Linked DNA regions of Pan troglodytes: region 1 is linked to region 2. The links are chromatin contacts, called in public HiChIP or PLAC-seq maps. All regions are on one chromosome and are shown on one strand. The core of a region is the stretch at or near the end of the contact, and the rest is flanking DNA. Distances in the headings are between cores, read along the strand shown. Region 1 holds the start of LSM14A (LSM14A mRNA processing body assembly factor). Region 2 holds the start of KCTD15 (potassium channel tetramerization domain containing 15).

Region 1 (4,679 bases), core at 680-3,179, 360 kb before region 2:
GCTACTTGGGAGGCTGAGGCAGGAGAATCACTTGAACCCGGGAGGCGGACGTTCCAGTGAGCCGAAATCATTGCCTTTGCACTCCAGCCTGGGCAAAAAGAGCTAAACTCCATCTTAGAAAAATAAATAAATAAATAAATAAATAAAGGATTTACCAGAGCATCCAAGAAATATTATTAAATACTTGATCCCGTGAAACCACTCCCCTATCAGTTAACGATTTTTAAAATTTTACAGATTTCGAAAATCTTCTTCTTTATCCTTGGACCTAACCTATCCAGAGGGTCCCTAACCATGCTATGCAGTTCCCACCTCTACCAGAAGTGCTGGGAAAATCACCTAGGTTATCTAGCTTCCCTCAAAGTATTTTACACTGTTGTGAGATTTCCTTTAAGATTCAGGAGCTAAAGTTTATTTTCTTTCTGGTTTCCTGGCGGAGCAAAGGCTCTGCACGTGTGAACGGAAACAAAACCCACACAGACTCTAGGGATGCCAAATATTAACACTGTGGGTAGGGGCACCTTCCTTCTCGGCCGAATTCCCTTTCCCAGAGAGCCTCCAGAGGGATCAGTCAACGCCCACTGAGCCTGGATCAAAGGTCAAGCTTGCCTGGTCAAGAAGGATCCTGGATCAAGCTTGAACCCGTTTCCAGAAACAGGGGCGCCAGGGCAGCAGCAAGCATTTTTACCACGCGCCCTAATGAGAGGGTTGCACAACAGGCTTTGAGGATTCCGGTTTAACAGGTAAATACCAACAGAGGATGAGCCGAGGGAGATGGGATCTGCTCCACGGCATCGATGGCATTTCGAGAATGTCTGCGTCGCAGAGCAAACCCAAAGTTTTAGCACATTACTCAAGAGTTCACCAGAGGAAGATCGCCACGAATTGAAATGAACAAAGTGAGAAAATGGGTGCTGTGTAGTCAACGCATCCGCGATGAACTCAAGCTGGGCGGAAAAATTCTTTGAATACTCCGGCTTTGTTTTGTGCTAAGACGGCAGAAGCCCCGAATTTCGGAGTTGGAAGACGCGTACTTCAGGGCCGCCCGCCGCGCACTCAGTCCCGTAGTTCCCCGGGCTTCAGGCGCGGACATTCCGGGGGGCGGAAGCCAGGGAGCCGCGGGGAGGCCGCGGTCCGGCCCGCGACGCCGGGGCCCGGAGAAGGGAAGCGAGAGGCCTCCCGGAGCTCGACGGAGGGAGGGGAGGGAACGAGGAGGCTGCGGGCCGGAGCGGGGAGCAGCCCCGAGCGGCGCCCGGCCCGGCCCCCACCCTGAGGCCCGGTCCCGCGTACCTTTGGCAAGGGCTACGGTGGAGTTTTCGGTGTCGATGGTGTAGAGGATGCCCTCGTAGCGGATCTCCGCCTTGGAGATGAGGCTGATCTTGCTGCCGATGTAAGGGGTGCCCCCGCTCATGGCGCCGCCGCCGCCGCTCCTAGCTGCTCGCAGAGAGGCAGATCCCACGCCACTGTCGCCCGCTCCGCACGCCCGCTCGCTCGCTCCGTCGGCGCCTACAGCAGCCGCTTCAGACCCAACATGGCGGCGGCGCCGGCTCCGCTACCCTCCCCCAGCCTCCCGCCCTCAAGCCGCGGCGCGGCGGCGGCGGCGGCGGCAGCGGCGGCGGCGCGGGGCATGCTGGGAGGGCGAGGCCGCGCTCTCGCGAGACTTGGCCGGCTACTGGTGGCTCCCGGCTCATTCGTGGCCTCGGGAGTCCCGGCAGCGCTTCTTGGCCTGGACTACGGTGGTGGTCTTGGGGCCGCGTGAGAGGAACTTCGGGGACCGGCTGAGTGCCTCCTGGCACCCGCTTGCTGCGGGCTGGAGAGGAGGCGGGCGGCCCTCCTTTTGACTCAGGCCGTGGCCGCCTTGTCGTGGGTCCTGTGTCTTTGCCGACGCGGGGCCCCTGGCCTGGAGCGCTGCCCACCCGCCTCCGAGCTGTGGCGAGCCGCTGCTCATCCTTTTAAGACGCTGAACCTGCACCTCGTGGAGCTCCTGCGGCTCCATTACCGCAGTCATCGCCCAGGGAGCTTCCCCCGAGGCTGCCCCTGGAGCTGGGGCTCTCACAAGGACTCAAGTGTTTCAGCCCCTTCCTGTCCCGCTCATTCAGCCGGTCTGAACCAGTTTCATGGCTTGCAACGCCATTGTAACTCACTAATCCCAATTATCAGTATGTAGCTTGGATCAATTCCGTGAACCAGGGTTTCTGTCGAATCTCAAACGTTAAGGGTCCAAAGCCATGCTCCCTGTTTCCCCTCTAACCTGCTCCTTCACCACCGTTCCCGATTGATGTAAACGGTACCATTTTTACTCAGCTGCTCAGACTAAAAGCCGTGAGTCAGCCTTGCCCTGTCTTGCTTCCACATCTGTTCTGACTACACCTCTCCGTTATGTATACACAATATATCCTAAATCTGACTTCTCCTCATCTCCATTCCTACACTTCTCCCACAAGCCACGATTACTCGGGCTGAATTATTGCAGTAGCCTTCTGAAAGTTGCCTCTGTGTCAACTCTTGCTCCCAGTACTTTATTCTCAATACAGCAGCCAGAGAGATCTTCTTAAAATCTAACTCAGGGCTGGGCGCAGTGGCTCACGCCTGTACTCCCAGTACTTTGGGGGCCCGAGGCGGGCGCATCACCGGTCAGGAGTTCGAGACCAGCCTGGCCAACATGGTGAAACCCCGTCTCTACTAAAAATACAAAAAAATTAGCCAGGCGTGGTGGCGCGCGCCTATAGTCTCAGCTACTTGGGAGGCTGAGGCAGGAGAATTGCTTGAACCCAGGAGGCGGAGGTTGTGGTGAGCCGAGATTATGCCACTGCACTCCAGCCTGGGCGACAGAGCGAGACTCCGTCTCAAAAAAAAAAAAAAAAAAAAAAAAAAAATCTAACTCAGATCATGTCCTTCCTCTACTCACTCTACTGATCCCATGTTACACAGAGAGAAAACCAGACTTTGGTGTCTAAGGATATACAGGATTTAGCTTCTCGTTCTGTTCCAGTCGCGTCTAATTCGACCAGTACTTGAGTACTTTATTCCAGTCTCTGCTGAAGCATCACCTCCAGAGATGACGTCCCTGACAGCCTTGTTTAAAATAATACCACTCACATCACTCTACATCTCCTTAACTCAGCTTGTATTTTCTTTATAGCATGTATCTCTCTCAAGTATGTCTGTTTAATTATTTGTATGTATCTGTCTCCTTCACTAGAATGTAAACATTTTGAGATAGTGATGTTGTTTTGGTCGCTGCCGTATCATCAGGGGCTTAGTAACAGCACCTGGCACAGGGCAGCTGCTCAGTTAATATTTGCTGCATGAATGAACAGCAGGATGAAGGCAGAGCACAGGCAGGACGGTGAGCTGAGTGAGCAAATGGCGAGAAGCCTGGCATCATAAGAGAGGGACACAGGAGAGAGACAGAGCTCTGATGGGGCTGGTGCACAGTGGCTACAAAGAAAGGTTTGGAAATCCCTGTTTCAGTACAAGGTCCTTGCGAGGAAGTTGAATTATTTGTTTTCGTTTTTTTGAGACAGTCTCACTCTGTCACTCGGGATGGAGTGCAATGGTGCCATCTCGGCTCACTGCAACCTCCGTCTCCTCTGTTCAAGCGATTCTCCTGCCTCAGCCTCCCGAGTAGCTGGGATTACAGGCGCATGCCACCACGCCTGACTGATTTTTTGTAATTTTAGTAGAGATGGGTTTCACCATGTTGGCCAGGCTGGTCTCGAACTCCTGGCCTCAAGTGATCACCTGCCTTGGCCTCCCAAAGTGCTGGGATTACAGGCGTGAGCCACCGTGCCCGGCAATTCTTTCAAGGCTAAATAATATCCCTTTGTATGAACATACTGTATTTTGTTTATCCATTTATCAGTTGATGAACATTTGGGTTGTTTTCACTTCTGCTATTATAAATATCCATGAGTACCTCTATGAACAAGTTTTTGTGGGAACATGTGTTTTCAATCCTCCTAAGAATGAAGTAGTTCAGCCATATGGTAACTCAGAGTTTAACTTTTTGAGGAACTGTCAAACTGTTTTCCAGAGCAGCTACACTATTTTACATTTCCACTGGCAATTGTATGAGGGCTCCAATTTTCTCCACAGCCTCACCAACACCTATTATTGTCTATCTTTTTTTGTTTGTTTGTTTGAGACGGTGTTTCGCTCTTGTTGCTCAGGCTGGAGTGCAATGGCGCGATCTTGGCTCACCGCAACCTCCACCTCCCGGGTTCAAGAGATTCTCCAGCCTCAGCCTCCCTAGTAGCTGGGATTACAGGCATGCACCACCAAGCCCGGCTAATTTTGTATTTTTAGTAGAGTGGGGGTTTCTCCATGTTGGTCAGGCTGGTCTCAAACTCCCGACCTCAGGTGATCCGCCCTCCTTGGCCTCCCAAAGTGGTGGGATTACAGGCGTGAGCCACCGCACCCCGCCATTTGTGTATCTTTTTGAGACAGGGTGCCACTCTGTCACCCAGGCCGGAATGCAGTGGCCCTATCATGGCTCACTGCAACCTTCCTGGGCTCAAGCAATCCTCCACCTCAGCCTCCCAGGTAGCTGGGACCACAGGTGCACACCACCATGCCCAGGTAATTTTTGTATTTTTTTTGTAGAGACAGGGCCTTGCCATGTTGCCCAGGTTGGTCTCAAATGCCTGGACTCAAGTGATCCTCTCGCCTTGGCTTCC
Region 2 (4,167 bases), core at 726-3,225:
CATGGCAAGCCAGAAACTTACCGTTGGAAGCCCCAGGCTTTACGCCTTGCCGTGAATCTCCAAGGTTTCCCCCAACAAGCGCATCCGTGCGGGACCACGACCCTCTTTCCGAGACCACTGCTTAAGTCAGAAGCACAAAAGCGGGTGCAGTGAGAGATACAAGTTCATTCCACCAGCACCAGCATCAAACCCACCACCCAGCCCCAGTGCGCCCTGGCCCGCCTGTTGCAGGGGCCTCAGCGATAGCGGTCGGGAGGGCCCACAGGTTTCCAAACTGGCCCGGTAGTGACCCGCTTCTCCAGCTGCGGCGGGAGACCCGGGTCCCTGCCCGCCCGCCGCCGAGCCCCGCCCGCCCGAGCAGAGAGAAGTGAGCAGAATGCCACGCTCATTTACACACAAAATGATTTTGTGTCCCATTGCGCTCGCAGTTGTTCGGCTCTCTGGGGGTGATTAAACTGGCTGAGCTGCGGCAGCTTGAGACGATTTCACTAAATCGCTTCTTCGTGAAGTCGCTTCTTTGCTAAGCTATTATTTTAACCATAAAAGGTAAACAGAAGGCGCCTCTCGAGCTCCCCTCGGCTCCGCACTCAGGGCGCTGGCCCGGGGCGAAAGTCCTGGGGGCCTGCACAATTGTCCCAGGGGTGGCCCCGGAGAGGCAGGCGGGCCACCTGGTGCGCGCCAGCCTCCCCACCACCCCCCCGCCTCCGCCGCGGAGCCAGCCGGCCGGTGTGAACTTAGGGGCGACGGGAGACGGCTTGGGCCAAGGCTGGAGGCGCCGCGGGGCGGGGTGGCCGCGGCACCCGAAGCGCCGGGCTGGGCTGGGAGGGGTTGCCGCGGAGGCGGGGCGGGGACAAAGTTAAATCAAGAGGCAGACACTTGGAGACCACAGATGGGAAGCTCGCCTAATTAAGGACGTAAAAGCGCTTTTGTTCTCAAAGTTTATTGTTGCCGGGATTAAAAAAAAATTAATTGAAACTAATGCTGTTATTCACTCGTGCAGTTAAATTCCTTCATGCACATTTGAGATACGGAGCGAAAACTTGAAGCTTATCTTTCTGCAGTCGCGGGTGGGGGCCGCCGGAAGACAGAAAGGCGCTGCAGCGGCGGGGGTCCGCCCCCGGGTGTGTTTGCGAGTGTGTGCCGGGTGCGCGCGTCCAGGTCAGGGGGTGCGGGCGGGCAGCGGGGAACCGGACCTACAGGCGGCGATCCCTCTCATCGCGGCCCCTCTCCCAGCCCCAAACCCTGCGCGCCCGGGACCACCACCAGCGCGACAGCCCCTCCTGCCAGGTTTCGGACTCGTGGGGTGGGCGTCAGAGGACGCACATCTGTCCCACTGGAGACTTTCTTTCTCTGATTTTGGGCGCCAAGCCGGGCCTTGTGCATCCCGAAGCCCCAGTTGCGTGAGCCCGTTTCTGACCCCGGAAACTCGCCAGCACTGCAGGGCGCTCGGCCCAGAACAGGGGCCAGAGTGCGGGGACCTCCACAAGCGCGCGCGCGCACGCACACACACACACACACACACACACCGCGCGGCAGGAAGCTCCGAGACCGCCCGCGTGGGGAGGGTCCACCCGCGGCCAGGACCAGCCCACGTGGGCAACCCCACTCTTGCACCAGGCCTTTGTGCTGGGCGCCCCCGCGCCGCCAGCTCCCGCCGCCCAGCAGAGGGACAAAGCGGCCGCCCCCGCCCAGGTCCGAACCCTGGCCGGGCGACTTTCTCGGTATCGCAGCCACTTCGGGGCAGGGGTGCGCGGCTCTGAGCGGTGGCCGCCCGCGCTGAGCTTACCTCGGAGCCGGAGCGGCAGATCGGGCTCGGGCGCAGCCCCCGCCCCACGCAGCTGCCGGTCTCGGGCGCCGGGCGCAGCTTCGCCGCCTATGCTCGCTGCGCGGGTCGCTCCGGTCTCGTCCTGGAGTTACTTTCTCTCTCGCCCCCAACCCTCCCCCCACCCACCCCTCCCGCCCCGGCCCCCGCTTCGCGCGGCCCCTCGCGGCGCGGCGCGCCGGGGCCTCCCCTCCCCACCCTCCCCTCGCCTCGCCTCCTCCCCTCTTCGCGGCCGCCGCCTCCGCCGCCGCCGCCTCCTCTTCGCGCCGCTCTCCGGCTGCCCTCCCGCCGCTCCCACCTCCTCTCCTCCCTCCTCTCTCTCCGGCGGCCTCCCTCGATTGCTGGAGAGAAAACCAGCCCCCCACTCCAGCCCCTAGCCAGCGCCTCGCCGCGGCCCAGCCCGGACGCAAAGGGCAGCGATCCGGCCCCAAATTACCCAGCGCGAACGGGCGCGCGCGGCGACTCCTGGCTCGGGGCTCGGCTGCGCCGCGGGGCAGAGGATTAGAGTCGCAATTAGCTCCGCGCGCCCGCGCCTGGCGACAAAAACGCGCCGTTTCCCCTCCTTTCGCCGGGCGATCCCCACCCGCCTCTCCCGAAGCCCGCGCCTTCCCGCCGGGGCCGCGGCCAGGACCCTCCCGGGAGCGGTGCGCCCAGGCCCCAGCGCCCTCCGCGGCCCAGCCCCCCGCCCCCCGCCGGCCGGCCACGCGGCGCCCGGGCCTCCTCCGGGCTCGGGTAGGGGGCGGGGGAGAGGCTGATTTTAATCATTGTCATTTCATCTGATGTAATATTTCCCCGGGCGCTTTCAGCTGGGCATAAATTTTCGGCTCCCAACTAAGTAACACAGGGCACGTTTCTCACATTTCTTGACTCCTCGGTTACAAAGAGGAGAGCAGCCGCCGCCGCGGCGCCCGGGGCTGGGGGCGGGACTTGGGAAGAAACTGGGCTGCCAGTCGGTCGGGGCTGGAGCGGAGCCGGGGGCCAGGCCGCCCCTCCCCCGCTCCCTGGCCGCCCTCCCAGGGTCCCTGCCCCGCTGCCCCTCTCCCGTGACGTCTGCGGACACGCGGTCGGCCGCCGCGGGGGAGGGACGCGCTGGGGCACCGGGCCGACCGCTCGCGGCCAGACGCGCCATTTCCTTTACGCGCGCGGCGCGATGGAGACGGCGGCAGCCAAGACTCCCCGCGGCCGAGGTCCGCGCCCCGGGCGCCCCTCCCCAGTCTCCGCTTCGGCCGCCCCTTCCTCCTCTTCTCCCACTCCCACTCCTCCTCCCCTTCCTCTTCCTCCTGTTTCCTTTGCGCCCCGCCCGTGCCTCCTCCTCCTCCTCGGCGACCATTTCCCCGCTCCTAGGAAACGGAGCGCGCGACTGGCCGGCACTGCGCCCCCGCCTGGCTCCAGGGACGCCCGGGCCGGAGACCGGCTGGGACCGCGGGGCGGGTGCGCACGGGCCGGAACGGCGCCTGGGCCCCGACCGCCGGCTCCGGCCGGGCCTGGACGCCCCCTAGCGGCCGCACTCCCAGGGTGGGGGGCGCTCGGGGTCGGCGTGGAGCTGGGGTGAGGGGGACTCGGGGTGCCAGTGGGAGGAAGGTGAAGTGGGGGGGGCTTTCTCCCTCGACTAGAGGACCTCGCTCGCGTGGAGAGAGCGTCCAGACAGCGCTTCCGTAACTTCTTTACGCGGGAATCAGCCGAAACTTTCCTCCTAAGGGAAGGTTTTATTTATTTATTTATTTTCGAGTTCGAACTACAGGAAAAAGGGGGAAATTTTCTCATTAAAGTTACATCCCTGCAGTTAGTTCAATTATTTGATATATGCAGAAGATGTTGTAAATTTATAGATTTAAATAGCTTACAAAGATGCCGCAGGCCCCATCAGTTAATTTCCTTAATTTATGGATTTTGAGCTGCTCCTGGAACAGAAAGAGGCCCTGGAAGTAGGTCAGGGATCTGTGCAGGGGTTGGGAGGGGCTCCCGCGAGGCCCAAGGGCTGCCCACTCTGCTCCCTACGCCCCGGTACCTCCGGGCTTCCAGCTCCCAGCTTCGGCTCAGCAGCGCGCTCTCTGCGCGTTCGGCACGCTGGCCAGGCCCGGCCCGGCCCGAGAGGTCAGCCCAGCTCTGTGGCCGACTGTCCCAAGCACGACATAGGAACAGCAAAGCCCTCCATCAATGCACATCCCACTCAGCATTGAGGGACCAGACACAAATAGAAAGTGAAGCAAGTATTCAAATACTTTGATCTCCCGTATCCACCCTTAAATGCTGGCTAGAATCACAATCGGACGAGGTTGTGTGTGTGGGTGCCCCCAACTTCATGGACAGAAACGTCCTCCCCCGCCCCAGGCCTTTGAGGAGGG

The links. HiChIP or PLAC-seq counts read pairs in DNA pulled down with a chosen protein or histone mark.
Region 1: an H3K4me3 HiChIP or PLAC-seq map of stem cell-derived excitatory neurons shows a contact between it and region 2, with 5 times the contacts expected there. The contact joins the promoter of LSM14A here to the promoter of KCTD15 in region 2. A contact is called at or near these places in 1 of 7 Hi-C or Micro-C datasets (stem cell-derived neural progenitor cells) and 1 of 1 datasets of contacts at active chromatin or transcription factors (stem cell-derived excitatory neurons).

The regions. Positions count from the first base shown.
Region 1 is chr20:37,270,671-37,275,349 of NHGRI_mPanTro3-v2.0_pri, reverse strand. It overlaps LSM14A (LSM14A mRNA processing body assembly factor), which reads right to left and starts at 1,929. Exons shown (of 10, transcript XM_054673276.2): 1 at 1,291-1,929. The coding sequence starts at 1,411.
Region 2 is chr20:36,910,948-36,915,114 of NHGRI_mPanTro3-v2.0_pri, reverse strand. It overlaps KCTD15 (potassium channel tetramerization domain containing 15), which reads right to left and starts at 1,975. Exons shown (of 7, transcript XM_009435247.3): 1 at 1,787-1,975; 2 at 22-117.